Regions from separate parts of the Mus musculus genome. Here all the other regions are linked to region 3. Evidence: chromatin contacts called from public ChIA-PET and HiChIP or PLAC-seq data. All regions are on one chromosome and are shown on one strand. The core of a region is the stretch at or near the end of the contact, and the rest is flanking DNA. Distances in the headings are between cores, read along the strand shown.

Region 1 (4,506 bases), core at 1,765-4,264, 160 kb after region 3:
CTAGTTGTCTAACTTGAAAAATGAAGCAGGGATCACTTCATCTTTTCTGGGATTACCTCAGTTCCTGGAGCAGCTCCACGGCCTGCAAGTTTTCCAGAATGTGATCCTCCAGGGGATTGATGAATCAGGGGTGGGCGGCACCATAGTCATGACCCATGAGTTATGCAACACCCTAGCTATAGTCTAGGAACTAATGAACGATGTTTGCCCAGCGCCCTCCCCTCCCCCCCCAGCTAAGGAGCCTGTGCTCTTCCCGTGTTAGTAAGACCCACTTCTTGTATGAGCCTCTGGCATGCTCTGCTCCCTCTGAGACCATCAGCTTCAGCCCTGCTTCCTGGCCAGCTCCAAAATGTACATGTTGTATATACACATTGTTGGCTCCTCTTCTTTCCAGCCGAGGAGTCTGCTTGCTGTATACTAGCTCCATCAAACCCTAACCCCCCAGTTCCCACAAGGCATTTGCTTATCTTCTGTACCTCTAAACTGATCATCCATCCAGGGACCTCATCAGGCAGAGGAAACTCTTCAGTCTGCAGCGGTGGGAATTTTATCTTGTTCTCAGGGTATGGGATGGATCCAACTCTGGATGGATTCTTCCAGATGGCGATCCAGTTGTCCCAGCCCTGTTGATTGAGTGCAGACAGGAGAACCAGTTCAGTACAATGAGAGGCTCACAGGGACTGAGGAGGAGTGTGGGAACGGCAGGTGCACCAGTTCACAGTCGCTCCATGCTCACTCCAGCTGTGAGTGATGAGGGGCGAAATGGCTGCTCAGAACCATATTTGTTAACTGCCGTTTCGTTGGTCTTCTGAGCATTCATGTATGAATTCTTTTGAGTTAAATGATGGATAGCATAGACTTGCTACCAAAGATTGTGCTAAAGGGCCCTGCCGCCACTTGGTAGGGCTCAGAGCAGAACAGTCTAGATTACAATGTTTCTCTGAAGGGCCAGGTAGTAAATGGTTTTGTTTGTGAGTCACTGCCGCAACCATGCAATTCTCTCATTGTAGTAAAACACAGTTATAGATAACCTGGAAAAAATAGCATTGCTGTGCTCCAATCAAACTTTGCTTACAAAATTAGATGGTATGTTGGATTTGGACCATGGTTTGCCAACCCCTGAGAGCCTCTAGAACAGAATTCTACAGAATTTGTTCACAGGAAAATCATACATTAGTCATATTGTATAGTATAATACTAAACATTATCACCAAGAGTCCTTGTGGCTAGGCAGGTGGGCGAGGCTTCTGGGTAAGGTCCCTCAGAAAGTATACCCTGTGTCTACTTTCTCCAAACAGGTTATTTTGGCATTCTGGGTTTCCCAGGGTGTCCTTGAATTTAGTATAAATCTCATCAGCTAGGGCACTACACAGAGGTGTTCACTCCAGTCCCCCTCACCACTTACAGCAGACTATTTCTGTTGGTAGGACTGTAGTGGCATTCATTGAGGACACAGAAAACTCAGGAAAGGTTTGGCTGCTTTGGTTTTTTTTTTTTAAATGATGGGTTCAGTCCAAGATAAATGTGGGGCATCTGGGCGGAGCTCTCTAGTCTGTAGTGACATATAAGTATTCACTTAATGTCAACTCAACCCGTTTTATGCTTTCATAGAAAGAGAAAATACTGGTGGGAAGTATTCTGAATGCCACTCACGCTCGGGCCAAGCAATTGTGTTCAGGGAATCAATGTGAGATGTCGCTCTGCCATCCCTTTAGCAGCTGTCAGTTCTAACTTATGTCTTGTGGTATGATTATCTCCCTGGAGTGAGCATGATTCCTATATTTAAAGAGATCAGTGGGTGCCAGGTGGGGGTGGCATAACACCTTGAATCCCAGCACTCGTGAAGGCAGAGGAAGGTGGATCTCTGAGTTCAAAACCAGCCTTGTCTATGGACTGAGTTCCAGGACAGCCAGGGCTATACAGAGAAACCCTATCTTGAAAACACACACACACACACACACACACACACACACACACACTCCACAGAGACAGTCAAAGACAGAAACAGTGACAGAGGTAGGGATGGAGATTGGAGGTGGGGAGGAGGGGGAGGGAGAGGGAGGGAGGGAAGGAGAGAGAGAGAGGAAGGAAGGGAAGAAGACAGAGGGGGGCACTCACACATTCTGGAACATTACCTTGCATTGGGAATAGTTAGGGGACTCTAGCCCCTGTGATCACTCCATTATTTTTAAAAAATAGCAGACTTCAGAACACCAACCAAGTAGGTGATAACACCAATGTAAAAATGGTTCTGAAGTGGAAGGTGGCAGGGATGGATACCGCTTCAGATCCAATGGTTTGGGACTTGTTAGCCCACAGGTGGGAACTGCAGGCAAAAGAATGAGCTAGGTTAATGGAGAAATGCAGTAGGAGAGGAGATGTGACCAAATCCCAGTACATGCCACCAGTTAGTGGTGGGGCCAAGAAGCAAAAGGAGCCGGTAACTGCATCTCCAAGCCATTGGGAGAAAGCTAGGAAAAGTGTTTTCCAAATTAGGTCACATTCATGGGTGCTGGGGATTAAAACGTGAACATATGCATTTGGAGGGCTCTACTGCAACTCACAACAACCTTGTCTACCTTCAATCTCATTCCTTCTCCAGCTACCTGGTCAGGGCTCATTTGGTTTCTTCCCAGTTCTCATACGTCTCTCCCCAGCCCTCTCCTCCAGATGGTCCAGTCACTTCCTTTCCCCTCTCCACAGAAGATGTAAGTCATTAGCTCTAGGCAGCAAGATTACTTCCCAACTGTGGTTGGTGCTTTCAAAATAACTGAGAAAGGAAAATATTATTTGATTTGGCATGGTGTTCTATGAACTATGGGCTGAAATATCCACTGCCTTTACACATTTCCAATTCAGTCTTTTTTTTTAAAGGCTTTGTTTTTGTTGGCTTTTTGAGCAACAGTAGAAAAGAAACAATGCCAAAATAAGAAAAATAACTCCAGTTAAATGCTTTTAACAAGAGAGAACCGTCATTCTCTGCTGCCATCTACTGGCCATAGCTGCAACCTGCACGTGATCCTTATTTTGTGCGCGCGCGCGCGCGCGCGTGCGTGCGTGCGTGCGTGCGTGCGTGTGTGTGTGTGTGTGTGTGTGTGTGTGTGTGTGTGCTTGTGTTAGGGCGTTATCTTGGAGATCTATACTCCATAGAGCTATTCCTATGGGGTACATATAAGATGAGATGTCAGTGATCCTCTGTCAAAACCCTTCAATATGAGGGTGAGGGCATAGCACTGGCAAGGACGCCTCCAGTCACCTCTATTCTTGAGGGAGAAACTGTATTCATTCACTCCAACACAGAGACATTTCTTTTTTCACAAAATACTGTTTTCCTTAATCTTTTTCTGAGTATAAAAAAGTAATATTCACTCATTGTAAAACATCTAGTAAACCAGCTGTGAAATATCCAAGGTCACTAAAATCATTGAGGTTGATCATCAATCAAAGCGTATGCACTTTACCATAATTTCCAGCAATACTCCCAAAGTCACTATGGATGCTCCTGTAATTTTAAGCAACATTCTGCTTTCCATATAAAGGCAATGTACAGCACCAGGACAAATCTTTCATGCACTTAATGGCTTCTAAAGTTCCCTCCATGCATGCGTATGCACTTTACCATAATTTCCAGCAATACTCCCAAAGTCACTATGGATGCTCCTGTAATTTTAAGCAACATTCTGCTTTCCATATAAAGGTAATGTACAGCATCAGGACAAATCTTTCATGCACTTAATGGCTTCTAAAGTTCCCTCCATGCACATTCTGAAGTTATCATGGACAACCATGTTATGATCCCAAAGGACTGTTGTCAAGAGTTTAGAGCACTGTTTCCACGTACATTAAAGCAGGTGACACTTTGCTTTGTGAGACTGGTTATTTGGTTTAACATGACAATCCTCAGTGCTATCTGATCTGCCTATGAATCCTAGGATTTCTGTTTTCTTGATGGCTGAAAAAACATCTGTTGGGCATACACATCTCATTTTCTTTAGCCATCCATCCGTTGATGGTCATTTAGGCTGGCTCCATTTAAAAGCTATTGTGAATACTGTAGCAGTAAATATGGCTGCTCAGGTAGCTCTGAGGTATGGTGACTTAGAATCCTTCAGGACAGTCAGTGGTCTTCTCAGCTTTTTGAGAAACTCTGATTGATTTCCATAGTCACTGTACCAGTTTGAATTCTCACCGGCTGGGGATGAGGATTCCACACCACTCTCTCTGAATATGCACCAACATTTGCTTTCTTTCGTAAAAGCCACTCTGATTCGGTTAGATGGAATCTCCAAATAGTTTTCTATTTGTGTGTTTGTTTCATTAGCATAGCACATGTAGATTTATTAAGGAAAGGTGAGAAAGAACTACAGAGACTGGGAAGGGTTCCTTTATGTTACTCTCACTGATGGCTAAGACACTGAACATTTTCATATGCTTATTGGACATTTGTACTTCCTCTGAGAATTGTCTGTTAATTAACTTGCACAATTTTTGGATTGGATCATTTGT
Region 2 (4,546 bases), core at 2,027-4,526, 170 kb before region 3:
AGATGGTATCTTCTCTGTCTAGGTCTTGAGCATTGTCCTGAGCAACTTAGAGTGCAGAAGAGAGGCAGGAGATGCGTGTTGCTGAAGACCCTGGAGGTGCACAAAATCACTATGCAAATACTCCTCATCTTTACCTGGAATTTCCAAGATCCACTAGCCATTTGTATGCTGTCTGACTACTCAGGCCTTGCAATGCCGTCTGAGTGGAGAGGATGTCCTCCTTAAGGCATCCTGGAATTGCCAAAGAAGGAAGAAATGGTACTCCCCTCAATTCTTCTTGAGGAGTCAGACATCTGAGTAGCTGGCTGGTTGAGATATATACTTTGTAGCAAAGATGGAGACCACGGTTCTGTCCCACCCTCTTGTGTTAGCTATATGACCTTGGGCAGCTTGCTTATCTTCGAGCTACACTCTCCTGGTGCAGTAAAAGGAAGCTACTAATGCTTGCCTTAGAGCTCCTGACAAATGTAAAATAGGACCTGTATGGGACTGTGCTTTGAAAGCTGTAAAGCACTATGCAAAAGCAAGGAACAGATAACGGGATTCTCTGGGTTGGAGTTGCAAGGACCTAGATGGGAAAATAAGAACAGAGCCCAGCTACAGAGTATCCTCTGGAGCAGGTTGCAAGAGGCTTTCACACACAGGTAGGGGTTAAGCCTGTGTAGACTTCGAAGTCGCAGTCGGAGTTGGTTCTGAAAGGGAAAAAAAAAATCCTCAAGGAGATGGAGGGTAGGGGGAAGCCTTGCTATCTCTCCTGTTGAGTCCTGGTCGCCATGTGAAGAAAGGCCAGTGGTGGGTAATGGTTTTATTTGGGAGGAGGAGTTGGCCTGTCAGGACCTTTAAGTGTAAGACGGCAGCTGGAAGTTCGCTACTCACATACCTCACAGGCAGTGCGCACATGCTCCTGGAATGAGCACAGGATGTTTTCCGCCTCTACAGGCTGGGGCAGCGGGGAGGGGTGGGGCAGAGGGGAGCTGGGAGAGCCAAGCACACTCGGTGACAGCTGCAAACCTGACCTGTAGGCTTCTTTATCCCCCTTTGCATTCTGGCAAGGGTGGCCTGGCCTGGGTGACCCCTGCCCTCCCTTCTTTGATCTGCACGAACCCTGTCCTCCTCCTCCACTCAGATGGGACCATTCTCACTGGCTTGATAGATCCTGTGCAATGGTGGCACAGGTTTCAGATATATCTATGGCTATACATGTCAGCAGATTCTGGCAGGTGCCAACATACAAACACATGTTATACATATGCATACTCAAGGTATGAAGAACAAAAGACTGACTTTGTACTGAGGAACATCTCATCTGCAAAAGAAATTTTCTGAGAGCACCTTAGAGAGTCCTTCTGGCTCCAGTGTTCAGTGTTTTGACACCTTGAATTGAGGTTACTTTAAAAGCCAGGCCAATGAAAAAACATCCACCAAAACAGTTGTGATTGTTGGCTGTTGATTTGTCAGATAGTTGGGTTTGAAGACGTTCAGAAAGACAGTTACTTGATGTGAGGTAGCATCCTCTTACTTTACAAGGTGTGGTCTTATACTGACACCCAGACTGTGTGGTACATTGGCTTTTGTATATCAGCTGAGTTTGAGCATTTACATCAGTGAGTGTATCCATGGATGCATGTCGAAGTTGCATCAAAGAATAGGAAAGGCAAACGAGAGTCTGTCAATTAACAGAATCCCTTCCATTTCTAGGTCATTTAGTCAACAGCCCTTTACTGAGCTAGGAAGTGTGTGGGGAGCTAGAGAGATAGAAATAAATAAGGTGTGGTTTCTGCCCTCCAGGGGCTCACCTTCGACGGGGCAGACAAACACATAAACAAATAATTACAATACAATGTGATAATAGAGGCATAAAGATTAAGACTGCATTAGGAGAGCACAGAAAAAGGACCAATTAATTCTGCCTGGGGGTGTCCGAGGCAGAAACTATGCCAGTAATACTCTCACTTTACAACCGTTCTAAAACCCTTGAATTATTACCGTCACAGTCTTACTTTCAAGCCATTTAAGACTTGCACCTTTGTCACGCCCTGGCCCCCTCCTCGAGACAAAGCTAGGAAGATTCAGGAAATCATCCAGGAGAACTTGGGCATGTCTAGTGAGCAAGGAAGCGGGTTTTGGATTGAAGAGTGAGGTTGTGGGAAGAGAACCAGTGTTTCCAAGCAGAGGCACAGAGGGCCTGTCTGCACAACCAGAAGAGGATTGGCCAAATGGCATGCTGGGATCAAAACAGCTCACTGGGAGCAACTGCTACCCAAACCTCTCTCAGTTGGGGGTGGGGGTGGGGAGACGACAACGTGAGGATTGAAGTTGGTGGTGTCATTGGTTTAGCTAGTAGGGACTTAGGAGTGGGGAGTGAGAGAGAGACCCCCGGGACAGAGAATCCAGTCCTCTCTGCCTGTCCAAATGCTGTGGATGGAGATCACCTTCAATGGGCATGTGCTTTGTGTTCTCTGCACTAAGAATAGGGCTGCATTAGGGGTCACTTCTATTTTGCCAAGTGCTTCTAGTGAATGGCAGTGCTGACTTGTGAGATGGTCCCTGATGGGCTGGAACGTCTCTAAAGTTAATATGGAGAGAAGCTAACTAGCTGGATGGAGGGCGGAAGCAATGATCTCTGGATTCTGCACTGGGTTCTAACCATTGCCTTATCCAAGAGACGGTCCGTGGGAAATGAATCTCTAGTCACTACCCTTACCCAAATCTATCGCCTCTCTCCTTCCTTACCCTTGGGACTACCACTTCATCAGGACCAGGGCATTCTCTCCCTTCCTGTACACCCTCGATCTTTATACCTAAAGATGCTACTGCGAAGAGAAGCCTGGGATTGTGCCTTGAATGACCCCCCTAACACATCTGGATTTTTTTCGAGTTCAGGCCAGCCCCCGAAACGGACCCCAGGGAAGTGCCAGATGGAGAGGGCCGGCGATGGGCGGTGGGGAGGGTGGGCAGCGCGGAGCGAAGGGCCTGCCTTTTCGGACTCCCTGCCCCAGGACTAAGACCGTCCCAAACTTCCTGTTTCTTCTGGCCGCTCTGACCCCAAGGGCTGCGGCTCCAAGATAGCTCAGGGCCTGGAAGTGCATGCTGGGTAAGGGCAGACGACCGGGGAAAGCGAGCTGCTGGCAGTAGTCAGCGCCCGGCTGGTGTGGGCACGATCTCCGCTTCCTTCTCCCGCGGTCGTGCTTTGCTCGCGGGATGTGCATCGGGCAGGTGGCTGGGAGGCCCTTGACACCGAGGGCTGTGGGAGGAGCCTAAGGCGGGCGGGGGTGGCCCGAGGGGCGTGGGTGTGGGCGTGGGCTGGGAGTTTCTGCATCTTAAAGAGATGCGGAGTTGCCTTCTCCACAGGCCGAAGTTCGAGCCGACCTCGCCTCTCCAAGTGCAGGAAATCCTGGAGTGGCAGCGCAGCCTGCTTGGCCCAGTCCAGGACCGGAGCTCTCTAGCCCCGCTGAAGCTCTACAGGGAGCAGTTTAGGGCCAGTAAAAGGAACTCTGTCCTTGTTCAGCGAAGACAAAACGGAATGCAGCTGGCAATCGTCTCCCCTAAAGTGGGATTGGAATTTTAACAACAACAACAAAAAAAGTGCAGGCAGATGCTCCGCTGGACTCCTTAGAGAAATGAAGGTGATGCCAATCAATGAGAGGAAGAGGTCGGAAAGGGCAGCTCAGTTCCCTGGTCCTCAAGATAGATTGCTGGGGTTGGGTAGAGGACTTGCTTCAAAGGTGGAGGAGAGGAAAGGTTTTGGAAGGATTATTTGATACATAAAGGTGGTTAGTTAAGTCAGAAGAGAAGTTAAACTCTGAACTCTCCTCTCCTCTTCCTTTGGGGCCACGCACATCCTGCGCACAACTGAATCTCCCTTGTAACTTCCCTCAGCCTCTCAATCTCAATTTTCCTTAGTCTTCGGCTCTTCACCGTGTTTACTTGGGATCGCGAGGAAATCGTTGTTATACTCTCCCTCAGCTCGCTGCAGGGGTCCATGTTGAATGTGGGGTCCAAACAAAATGAGAGGTAGGCTACACAAGACACAGACACGCAGGGGCCTGACTTCACAGATTACCGCCCCTGATTGTTTTATTTTTCTATTTAATTATTTACTTATTGAGGCGGAGTCTTGCTAGGTACCTCAGACTGGTCTGGACTTCACCACGGAGCCCACACTGGCTTTGAACTTGATTGAGCTCCTTCAGCATTTCAAAAACACAAGCAGCTTCGCTCAGTTTATGGCTCCCATTTTGAAGGTGGAGAAACTGAGGCCACCCAGATGGCTTAATCATTTGCTGAGCTCACGCAGGGAGATGGTAATAGAGATTAGAATGGGGTTTGTGCTTCGGGGTCAGATTAAGCAGCCATATTCTCCCCCAAGTCCCTCTAGCTCGCCACTTCAAATGGCTGAATGATTCTTTATTAATTCTCGTTGCCATAGTTTTGGTAGCATGTTTTATTGTTTCTGTCACCTGTGCTAGGTCATAAGTATTCAAGTGATGGAGATGATTTTTTTGTTTTGTTTTTGTTTTTCGAGATAGGGTTTCTCTGTATAGCC
Region 3 (4,659 bases), core at 744-3,243:
TGTGTTAAGGGCATTTTTATAGTATGGGGCTTGAATATGTAAAGGCAAACTCATCTGGCCTCCTGGAGGCTGCCAGAGGCCCTGGCAGGGGTGAGGTGCAGTTTGTGTGGACTAAAGGATGTGGACCACAGACTTTTCTAGAGGAAACCTGGAGGGATTCCCAGATGCAGGATCTGAGTAACTGGAGCCAAGAGAGAGGAAAGGGGTTTCTTATTCTGTAGGCCTTGGGGCACCTCTACCTGAGGTAGCTGCGGACTCTGGTGTCAGCTCTTTCTCAGACTTTTTCTTCCAGCTTGATTCTGCTGTGGTTTGGGGCCTACCAGGGTCTATATAGCAGTCTCTGTTTTTCTCATGAGCTTGAGAGCAAGGGGAAGTGGCTTTGCTCTTGAGGAGTGGCAGCCAATGACAAGCCTTTGGGGCCTAGTTTTGGCGGGGGTGGGGGGGTGGGGTGACAAGGCCCTGTGTGAATATTCACAAATCTTACCCTTCTCCACCTACCCGCCACTGCGATCTTACAGAAGCAGCTGAAGTGGAGAGAGTACAGCCGAAAGCGGCAGCCACCCAGATCCTGAGAGGTGGGACAGGATGCACACCCCAATGCTCTCAGCCTGTCTCTTAGTTGTCGCCCACTGCCTGGGAACTGTTCTGACAAGGGGGCATCCCCCCACAGTGCACCTGAGTTGAATTCCATGGAAAAATGGATAGGGCACAGTGAGAGTCCTGGAGGCCCCTGATTAAGGCTTGGGTGCTTGGATCTAGTCAGGCCTGCTTTGGACCATTCCTGTGGTCCACTTAGACATGCAGACTGGACAGGCTGATTGCCTGGGAGAGTCCTGACATAAAATGAACTCTATACATACAGCCAGGGAAACCTGGATATCAGAGTCTTCAAGAATCATTCAGTCTAGCTCCTGTCTCAGGAAGATGAACACTTCAGCCATTTTTGACAGCTACCTTCCTTCCTGGACTTTGAAATCCCCTTCCCTCCCCCAACGAACTTTTCCCCCTTAGCTCTCACACCTACTCACCATGCAAGTCATCAGCTCCATTTCTCATTCTTCATAAGTTCACTTGCCCAGAAAGAACCTGTTCAACCCCCCCCACACACACACACACACCACCACCACCACCTGAACTTTACGGCATTTGGGTGGGCTCTTTTCCTGAGTCTGAAATTTACTTACTGCTTCATCTCCAGTGGCCTGGGGGAGATGTTGTAGATCTGAGCCTAGTGGGAAATGGCTATGGCTCCTGCCAAAGAGTTAGGGAGTCTGTGACCACCTTGGCTGGGTAGGCTAGTAGGGCCCTTTGAATGAGGTAGTCCCCAGAGGACACACTCGAGCAAAAGCAACACAGAACCCGAGCTAGAGAGACAAAATTAATTACGCTCTTTGGATTCAATTTGAACACGACATTTTGTAACTCTCCAACTGATGTCTGTGGATTTAACTCTTATGTTCTTCAGTCTATCACTCTAGACTTCCAAAGGCCCAACTCATAGCTCTGTATTCCAGAGTTTAGAAAGTACCTTCAGTACTTTTACTACTCAAGTGAGCGTTGAGCCCCATCCCCTTGCTTTCTGGAAGAACCCTCACGTCCAAGCTCAACATAGAGCCTTGGTTCAACTTCCACCTTCTAAGAGTCCATGAAGGCCTTGGTAGAGAGTGTAGAGGAGAGAAGGAAGGAGTGTACGCTCAAAGATGCGCCTTACCTTTTTCTTCTGAGTGGGCTCTTTGTCACTGGCGTTGGAGGGTTTGCGACGCAACATGGTCCTCTACAGAAATGGCACTCCTGCTCTGTTCTCCAAGGAGCTAAGATGCAAAAATCTCTTGTTAAAGCCTCCCCAGCACCAGCCAGTTGGCACAGCATAGACTGAGCCTGGGGCTGCTACTCTTTACTGCTGCAGTGGCAGCTTGGGGGTGCGGGCCATGGACACCCAGCAGCAGCAGCATACAGGAAACCTTGCCACGTGACCTGCTCTTACAGCAATCATGGCCCCTGCCGGCCTCTAGGGAGGAAGGAAGTCCCAGCTTCAGTCTCCAGAGATTCTGATGCAGACAGACCTTGAGTTGAACAGTCAGAGAAAAGCCCCAATCCTGTTGTCTCCGGTCATCCACTACAGTCCTTTCATGTTCTGGCTTATTTGGGCTTTACACTCACTGACTAAACCTCTGAAATCAGAAGGTGAACAATCTCCCTGCCTGTTGAGTAAATGCCCCCAGTCTATTTGCATCTTCCAAGTCATTACTGCGATCACGATTACCATTACTGTCACTCCTGTGGCCATCATCTTGATGGTTATCACTACTGCTACCATTACCAGATAGCCATTACTACAACCGTGACTACCACCACTCCCCACGCCCCAGCCATCATCCCTCCTACCATCCCTACTGCCGTCAGTATACCTTAGCTATGATTGGTAAAGCTCTCATCTCTTCAGAGATTTCTACTGCTTCATCATCCTTAGAGTGGTCACCTTTACAGATGCTATAGTCATTTCCATGATGCTCTCATCCCTACAACCTTCAATAGCCCTGTATCCACTGTTTCTAAAGCTATCAATCCAGCAACTATCCACATTTCCATCAGCACACATATGGTTTTCAGTCTAGATGAGGTGTGCCTACACACAACAACCCCTCAGGTCATACAAGAACAACTGAGAAATGTTTGAAGGCAATGCCACGTCAACAGCAGGTGCCCCATTCAAAAGGCATTCATCAACTGCCTGGGCATTGCGCCCATCTTGTGGGTTACATTCAGCACATGATGGTGATGATGATGATAATGATGACAATGGCAATGTTGATTTGCAGTGCTTAGGGGTCTCACCTATGGCTTACCCATGCCAGGTAAGTTTACTACCATTGAGCAATTGCGGTAGATGTTTAAGTACTTTCAATGATTCCTGTTCACTACAAAGCAACTGGTATGTATCATTTACACTTTATCAAATACAGATGACAATAAAATGAAATTTCAAAAAAGTCTCCATAATTGGATTTCACACTGTTTAGGTAAATATCCTTTACTGTTTTCAGCACCTAGCACCTCTCTCTAGACAGAAATTTACTTCTTACAAAGAATCACACCCGTACAGGACGAAAAACATTGGTTTGGGGAGATTTGGAAAAATTGGAGGGACAGATAACTAAGGACATATAGAACATTTTGGAGGTGATGAATAAGTTTGTTTATTGTGATTGTGGTAATAGTTTTAGGAATGTCTACATCAGGAAAACTATCTTGAATTTTTAATGAAAATAAACTCCCCATTTCTCCTGCTCAAGGCCTTACTGTGTGTCCCAGGCTGGCTTGGAACTTATGATGAGTGCTGGGATTATAGATGTGGACCACCATGACTGGCCGAACTAGTCTGGAACGGTTATTTTTCATGTGGACATGCGTGTGTATGTGTGCACACTCAGGATGCGTTCTCAGCTGTGCGTTCACATCTGGGGGTAGCAGTCGATGCTCTATTACTCTCTACCTTAGTTTTGGGGAAAGGGGCCCTCGCCACATCTGGAGCTGATGGTTTTCAGCTAGACTGGCTGGCTAGTGACCTTCTGGGATCCATAGGTCTCTGCTTTCCCCATTCAGGGCTGGAGTTATAGATATCTGTCTATCACCCAGCTTTTATGTAGGTTCCAGGGATACAAACTCAAGTATTCGTGCTTTTACAACACGCTCTTTCCTCAACGAATCATCTTCTTAGCCTGAATGATACGATTTTTTTTTTACATGGCTGATTAGCATTCAGTTGTCTGAACCCACAATAATTATCTTGCCTTGGTTGATTTTTTAAAAAATGTACAAGTACTTATTGAATGTCCTTAAGGTAAATACTCAGTCACATGTATAAGTTTATGATTAGGCTAAGTGTCTAGAAAGTTTGGAATTGCTGGGGTAAGGGATGCTCACCGCCCCCCCCCCTTGATTCAAAGATAGTTTTATTCTTACACTAAGAGAATTCTTCAAAGAATGTAGAAGAGAACTATTAAGAATTGAACCCTCAAAGCGACGTGAAACTGAATATTTATTTTCAGTGAGGAGTATATCTTACCTGGTCCATGCCCTGCCTACAACTTTCATTTCCTAACCTCATACATCACTATAAAGAAATCAAACGATTCACCTTTGCAAGGCTTTCGTTTCTGTGACACTTGTGAAATCCTGAGCAAGCCTGTCCTGGCTCCCAAGATGTTCTCGTGACTTCCTCCCTGGGCCCTAAGGCCTTCAGTTCATCTGCCTTTGAGCTAAGGAAAGAAGGTCAAAGTCCATCTCTCTCAAGATAAAACCATATTTCCTCTGGCTCTAGTTCAGCCGAACTACCAGGCTGACTCATGAAAAGATTCTGCGTTCTACAGCCCTTTATTTATTGGCTTGAGTTTTTCGGACGGAAAGTCTTTCCTTGACTGCCTAGGGGTACGAACGTATCAAAGAGCTAAGGCTTCGCAGGATGTTTAGAAGCCCGAAAGCTAGGAGGTGGGATGAGCCATCTAGCCTGTGGGAGTTCAAGTGTGATCCTAGGTTGAAGGTCATCCTTTCCGGAGTCTGGGATAGAATGTTGCTGGCGTTTGTCCAGGGATACCTGAGACTTACCAAGCCTGGGGGGGGGGGGGGGGGATACTTGAGGCTTCGGAGACCAGAAGCCTC

What was found. ChIA-PET counts read pairs in DNA pulled down with a chosen protein or histone mark. HiChIP or PLAC-seq counts read pairs in DNA pulled down with a chosen protein or histone mark.
Region 1: a contact with region 3 is called in an H3K4me3 HiChIP or PLAC-seq map of bone marrow-derived macrophages, with 2.8 times the contacts expected there. The contact joins the enhancer-like site here to the promoter of Sash3 in region 3. A contact is called at or near these places in 7 of 39 promoter capture datasets (the 3T3-L1 cell line, 3T3-L1-derived adipocytes, embryonic stem cells and 3 more), 2 of 484 Hi-C or Micro-C datasets (cranial neural crest and embryonic fibroblasts), 4 of 115 datasets of contacts at active chromatin or transcription factors (acute myeloid leukemia, bone marrow-derived macrophages and embryonic stem cells) and 2 of 9 other capture datasets (adipose tissue and embryonic stem cells).
Region 2: an RNA polymerase II ChIA-PET map of effector CD8 T cells shows a contact between it and region 3, with 17 read pairs. The contact joins the enhancer-like site here to the promoter of Sash3 in region 3. A contact is called at or near these places in 6 of 39 promoter capture datasets (the C10 cell line, the HPC-7 cell line, cranial neural crest and 2 more), 5 of 115 datasets of contacts at active chromatin or transcription factors (effector CD8 T cells, memory CD8 T cells, microglia and 2 more) and 2 of 9 other capture datasets (adipose tissue and liver).

What each region holds. Positions count from the first base shown.
Region 1 is chrX:47,983,874-47,988,379 of GRCm38.p6, reverse strand. No RefSeq gene overlaps it. Among named protein-coding and RNA genes, the nearest start is that of Apln, 49 kb to the left of the region's middle. Within about 2 kb of position 3,014, at least 8 of the 459 cell types and tissues checked have an H3K27ac peak or open chromatin away from gene starts, as enhancers often do. A contact at or near this core is called in adipose tissue and bone marrow-derived macrophages, where this site is marked.
Region 2 is chrX:48,313,496-48,318,041 of GRCm38.p6, reverse strand. No RefSeq gene overlaps it. Among named protein-coding and RNA genes, the nearest start is that of Bcorl1, 26 kb to the left of the region's middle. Within about 2 kb of position 3,276, at least 256 of the 459 cell types and tissues checked have an H3K27ac peak or open chromatin away from gene starts, as enhancers often do. A contact at or near this core is called in the HPC-7 cell line, adipose tissue, effector CD8 T cells and 5 more, where this site is marked.
Region 3 is chrX:48,143,770-48,148,428 of GRCm38.p6, reverse strand. Sash3 (SAM and SH3 domain containing 3) reads right to left here and starts at 1,993. Exons shown (of 8, transcript NM_028773.4): 1 at 1,712-1,993. The coding sequence starts at 1,768.